2 separate regions of the Callithrix jacchus genome follow, and region 1 is linked to region 2. The links are chromatin contacts, called in public Hi-C maps. All regions are on one chromosome and are shown on one strand. The core of a region is the stretch at or near the end of the contact, and the rest is flanking DNA. Distances in the headings are between cores, read along the strand shown. Region 1 has its middle 540 kb from the start of SOX2. Region 2 overlaps FXR1 (FMR1 autosomal homolog 1).

Evidence for each region. Hi-C and Micro-C count contacts between places; a contact is called where the count stands out from the background.
Region 1: a contact with region 2 is called in a Hi-C map of induced pluripotent stem cells, with 4 times the contacts expected there. The contact joins two enhancer-like sites. A contact is called at or near these places in 2 of 3 Hi-C or Micro-C datasets (induced pluripotent stem cells and skeletal muscle).

Annotation. Positions count from the first base shown.
Region 1 is chr15:10,489,209-10,492,411 of calJac240_pri, forward strand. No RefSeq gene overlaps it. Among named protein-coding and RNA genes, the nearest start is that of SOX2, 540 kb to the left of the region's middle. Within about 2 kb of position 1,288, at least 3 of the 16 cell types and tissues checked have an H3K27ac peak or open chromatin away from gene starts, as enhancers often do.
Region 2 is chr15:9,940,088-9,943,108 of calJac240_pri, forward strand. It overlaps FXR1 (FMR1 autosomal homolog 1), which reads left to right. Exons shown (of 21, transcript XM_078350229.1): 19 at 2,508-2,793. Among named protein-coding and RNA genes, the nearest start is that of SOX2, 13 kb to the right of the region's middle. Within about 2 kb of position 1,429, at least 3 of the 16 cell types and tissues checked have an H3K27ac peak or open chromatin away from gene starts, as enhancers often do.

The DNA of each region.
Region 1 (3,203 bases), core at 38-2,537, 550 kb after region 2:
GCCCAGAATGGCATGTCACGGTACTTTTACAAAGAATTTGGTTTTTAAAAAGTAGGCATCTGACGAGATTAAATCTGGCAAGTTTTTATCTTATTATTCTCATATTATTATCGGGCTCACTGCGGCCTTGACCTCCCTGGCTCAAGAAATCCTTCTACCTCAGCCTATTGAATAGCTGGGACTACTGGCATGCACTACGATGACCAGCTAATTTTTTTAAAAAAATCATTCTGTAGAGACAGAATCTCACTATGCTGCCCAGGCTGGTCTCAAAGTCCTGGGCTCAAGTGGTCCACCTGCCTCGGCTTCCTAAAGTGTTGGGATTACAGTCGTGAGCCACTGCACCCAGCTTCAGTATCATTAGATCAGATCTGATGCAGGAGATACAGAGGACTTGCAGTAGAAATGTAATCTCTTTCTCAAAAGGTAGTCAATGTTATTCAAAACTTTCATTTCACTAAATACATAGTGTGGGTGGCTGGAGACTGAGAGGACAGCAGCAGATAGGCTAGATAACAGAGATTGATACGAGCCTTTCCACTGTCTGTCCTAAACTTAATTCATAAATAATGGACACTATGGATTGGGAAGGATTGTGAACAAGTGCTTAAATGTAGGACATTCAGGATGGAGGGTTTAAACCAATGCTAGAGAAAAGCTCTAGTGTTACCTGCAAGTCCCTCAATTTGGACAGCAGCGATCTATCCCATTACACTCTTTCTCAGTTTTCAGGAAGGGCTTGCCTAATGCCCATTTCAAGGCTGAGTTTATTTTTTAAATGCAAATGAAGGAAGTGTTGCGTTCAGCTTTACAAACAGTTTTCAGAAATCCTGTTGGCCTACATTTAGCTGGGAAGCAGTACCCAGTACCAAGGGCAGGGGCTCAAACAATCAAGCAGTTGTTTGCCTCACTCACATTCCTGAGGCAATCTGGTTCCAGCTGAACTCCTTGGGAACAGTCTGGGCTATGTACCCCTGGGGCATCTGCCCCAATTAGCACTGACCCTTGGGGGCCTCCTTGCTGGCTCTAGGCTGCTCCCAATCTCTTGAACTCTGGGTAAACCAGATTGCTTTAAGAGCCTCCAAGCTTTCCATAGTCCCAAGATGAACTGGACATTCAGGCTCACCAATGGAAATTTAGTTGCCTTAAAGCACCCAAACCAACATGGCCTCGTCCAGAGGAGGAGAAGACCCATGAGCCAGAGGAGAGACCCAAGTGGTGGGATCGTTGCTATGATGAAGGAACAATAGGAAAGAAGGCTCCAGGAGTGCTTGGCCAGGCTAAACTCAGCAGTACCTGGAAAGAGCACACAGGGTCTAAAGCCTCACAGAACTGGATTGGGCTCTTGGATCTTCTCCAACTAGCTGGGTGACCTTTGCAAGTCACCAAACCCTCTCAAGCTTCAATTTCCTCATATGTGAAGTGAGGACAAAGATATCTAACCTGCAGTATTTTCATGAAAATTAAACGACTTAATGCATGTAAACATGTTGAATAAAATGAAGTCTGCCTTATAGAAGGCCCTCAGGAAATGAGCATTAATTACAAAAACAAATAGAACCTACCATGTTTTACCAGGGGAGTACCACTCCTGAGAAAATCCCTGCCCACAGGATTCCTGAAATCCCTCTTTTTTTGTGGTGGTTTATGATCGGTTTGTTACTGCCCCTTCCTTTCTCAGAAAACAAGTAACGCACAACTAATGTTTGTATCTCTCTCACCCAGCACTTCCAGAACCTGTGCAGCCGACAGAAGGGACATGCGACAGGTTCTACATCCTTGAGGATCTGACTGCGAGAACAGCATAGAAAGAGCATGACCCAACTCAAGAAGAGTGTAGACATCGAGTTGCACAGTTCTGAGTGTGCACAGTGGGATCTGAGAGCCAGGAGGGGGATCGGCATGGGCTGCCGTGATCAGGGAAAGCCACAGGAAATGTTGGGTTTGGAGAGTGTCTCACAGTGAGTGACTTCGGTGAACCTGATACTGAGGCAGAGCCAAGTAAGGTGCAGCCGTTGCCCTAAGGTGCTGGGAACCAGTGAAGAAAGACTATTAACATGCAGCTTTTAAATTGTGTAGTGAGTGCTAGGAATGGTTCTTGGGAAGGAGAATATTGTGAGAACGTGGAGGAAAAAAGGCTTCAGTTGGCTTTGCAGGATGAATTGGGTCTAAGTAAGTCCTAGGCGAATGGATCAGCATGAACGAAGGTATAGCAGTGGGGAAACCAGCCAGGTACCCTGTGTGTGCATGTATGTCTGTATGTCAGGATGGGGTGGGGGCATCCCGACACACAGACACACAGGTGTAAAATTAGATCCAAGACTTAAAGAGGAACTTATTCTAAATTCTTCTCTTTCTTTTTATTGATGTGGCTGATGACCACACGATGACGGTCATGGTCAGCAGGTTAGGAAGGCTGAGGATTTGAGAGTATGGCTTTAGCAAGTGAGCTATGCAGTTTACTCACATTTGAACACACTCCTTCTCAAAGAAATTTCACAGGCTGCTGGGATCGACCAGAGTGCGGCTGGAACCAAGAGAGATTTTTTTTTGTGTGAGTTGATTTTCTCATCAAGGCTTTGTCTTAGAAACTAGCCAGGAAAGCAAATGCAGACATCTGGGCCCAAGCCTCTGCAGCAGGACCCATCAGCCAAGCACTGGGTCTGGGGGGAGCATAAAAGGACTACGGGGATTGGGACACAAATGGCATTTTTGGAACTGGCCGGGAGAAAGGAACTAGTTCGAGGCACTGCTTTGAGACTTTCTGAAGACCCCTAAATCCCAGTCCAATGCCCAGCACGTCCTCTGCTTCTTTAAGTCATTTCTTGTGTTGGCTCATCCCTGCTGGTGTGGCTGTCTGCCCTGCATGCCAGGCCAGGAACAGGAAAGCTGTTGAGGTTCTGGATCATTCTGGACAGGGTCATCCAAGGCTCTATCTCATGGAATTATCCATGTTTATTGATGGTAATCTCTGAGCTCCAGTAGTTCAGAAGCTCTTCAGTCTAACCAGTGCTCCTTTGAAGAAAAAAAAGTATGAGCCATCATGAGCTTCTTCCCTTAGTGTCAAGAGACCTGGGGACATCCGCTTCTCCCACCACTGGGACTGAACATTACCAAACAGCAGTTCTTCTGTGAGGCTATTTAAGTGGCATTGGAGAGAGTAAGCTATTGAAATATACAACCACTCCACTCATTTAGAGTTT
Region 2 (3,021 bases), core at 179-2,678:
ATGAGATGTCATTGCATCACAGTTTTTGAGACAACTTTTGCTGACTTGCCTTATAAATGATGTCTCCCTGATCTCCCACCGGAGAGCGAGGTCAATTGAGGGATTTTTAACTTTCTTATGGCTGGGATGGAATAGATCCAAGTAGTAAGACATACCAGGCTTCCTCACCTTGACTCACCTTGGGCTACTCGCTGATGCACTCTTATCTTACAGTCTTAGATTCTGCCCAAAACCCCTCAGTGGAAAGAAGACAGCAGTTCAGATTCTTCTTTCAGGTTCTTGTTTTAAAAAAAGGAAATGGCTTGTTTTCAGTTAGTGCATCCTTTGTAAGTTTTGATATCCGAAAAATATATATGACACAAGAAGCAGGAAGAGATCGTTCAGCTATTCCAGTGGATTACTTTTTTATGAAAAGACCGCCTAAAACATTTTACATTCACCCTCCCCCGTTCCACCTTTAGTTGGAAGAAGTTTCTAGTATTGATTGAATTTTGCATAATGTCCCTACCCTCTCCTACAATACCATAAGTAACAAATTCACACTCCTTAGCCTGTTCTGTTGAAAGTCATTCTTGCTGTGCTCTCTTCATTTCCCTTCTACCCCCAAGGCACTCACACTTTTACAGACACATTTTTCTTGATCCAGAGAGTATTGGAAGCTGCATAACTTTTTTTAGTATTGTCTTGAATTTCATTCTTTTCTGAGATTGGACTCTTTATCCTGAGATACAGAATGAATTTTTGAGAAACAACCATGTGAAAAATTACTTAATTTTCTGTTTTGCTGTCTTTGTTTTTCAAGCTTCATAGGAAAGGCTTGACCTGGTGTTGAAGTGATAGTCCATGAAAATTCCTTATGAGATGACTCCAGACCAATTACAAACCAATAACATAATTGTTTCCAAAAGGGAAAGTAGCAGTTGAGATCAGTTCTGCCAAGGGATTCATTTGAGTATTTATCTTAAAAGGTTTATGAGAAGAAAGGGAGAAATGAACTGGGTGAGGACAGAGGTAGAGAGTCCAGTGAAAAGTGTTTTTCAGATTAAAGCCATTTTTCCACACTGTTGTCTTGCCACAAGTGACAACACACAGATCAGGAGTCACGAAAGAGGATTACTGCCGCCCTGGGCTATTGGAGGCCCAGAGATCCCTGGCATCGATCCCTATGGACAGGTGGCCAGACCTGGTCAGTCACTGATGCCGTCCCCAGCAGCACCCCCACTGCCGAGTGCTCAGGCTCTCTCAAAGTTGATACAGACCTCGGGGGTCTAGGTGGCAGGGCTTCCCCAGCTAGAGGAAGCCGATGCTGTCCGTGCAGCTGAGAGGGAGGAAGCCAGTGGCTGTAAGAGCAATGAGGGGTAGCGTGCTGTAGCAGGAGGGCTGTTGCCACCAGTCCCTCGCATGGTTGCAATCAGTGAGTCAAAGCTAGCTAATGATGAATCAAAGAGAGCCAAGAGTAGGACCTTCTGGGTGCTGGAGACTAACCTTTAGCCTGTTCCACTCCTCCCACTGGGCTCCCATCCTAGGTTTTCCAGGATTGGAGACCTTACTGGAGGAGAGGGCAAGTACGGTCAGAAAACATGCCTGGCCCTGTCTAGCATGCGAATACTGGCGGGGGCTTAGAGAGATGAGGAGAAACACCTCGGGATGAAAGAAGCCCTCAGCGATCTGTGTGTCTGGCTCATACAGTTGTGCACGGCCAACCAGGCAGTGGGGGAGAGGAAAGCCTCATTTTTTTTTTCAGTCACTCTATCTGGGGTTGCTTATCTCCTCTCCCCCAACCCTCCGCCTCACCCCATCAGGACCAAATAGAATTGAAACTTCATTGCCTTTGCCTGTACTGAGCCTAAAAACTCAGGGTTTGATAAGGTTACTGCACCAATGATACAATTGTAGATTTTTAAAAGCCTCCTCAAAGAGACAGATGTTTGGGCTGATTAAGAATTGAGGAGGGAACCTGCAGCTGCACCAAGGAATAATCTATTGGACAAATATTTTAATAAAAAAAATATGAAGAGATCAGCCCGACCTTGCAAGGTCTTCTGCTTTAAAAAAATCTTTATCAACCCCCTATTCTATGCCTTCAATAAACAGAACCCATTACCTCACGGCATCTTTTGTTGGCCCCATACAAGAGAGAACAAAATGGTTATTCAGGGGAACGCTTTCGATTTTTATTGTGGGTAGCCTGCACAAAGAGCCGTGTTATTGTATTTAAAAGAACCATCTGTAGCAGAAACAATGGCATCAAATTATCTTTGAATACCCACTGAAAAAACATAAAGCTTTTTTTTTTATTCTTCTTCTGTACGGTGGGGGGACAGAGCAGTGTTAGGATAACTGACTTTTTTGTTGTTCTCTGGGTACATTCTTCTCGCTCCCCCTCTCGCTCCCCCTCACCCTCTCTCTCTTCTCTCTCTCCCTCTCCCTCTCTCTCTCTCTCTCTCTCTCTTTTAAAAAATCAGCCATTTGGGGTTTTAAGCCATAAACGATTTTTCTTGTTGCAGGGGATTGCAGTGGCAAAGCTAGGCTAGGTCTTGGAGGCTGGTGTAAGGCGATGCGGGTGAAGCCAGGAGGCTGATGGAAAGACTGGGGGGAAGAAAAGCCGAAATGGATTCACGGTGCTTTGGATGAAGGACGAGAGGGGAACTGCAAGCTCCTTCAACTCGTTCTGTCCGGTGAGAAGTGATCAAGCTTGGGCTGACAAGAGGCTCAGGGAGCCCTCACGTTCTTTCGCTTTTTTACCTGCCAATCAAACTGCTACAAGACAACACCCTGATCTGGCATGGACATGTAAGTAGCTTGCAACCCAACTTTGACATCCACTGCTAGCTCACTCCTCCCCCCACCTCACTTTCTTCCCCACTCATTCTGTGTGTGTGTGTGTTTTTTTTTAATGCGTTTGACCTTTAAGATATCTGGAAATGCACTCAGTGTGGCAGTCATTTAACACTGGCAGATTTACGTCTGAAAGCGTTAACTTTTGGAATTAAATGCTCATTTAGATTTCTTTAACAAATG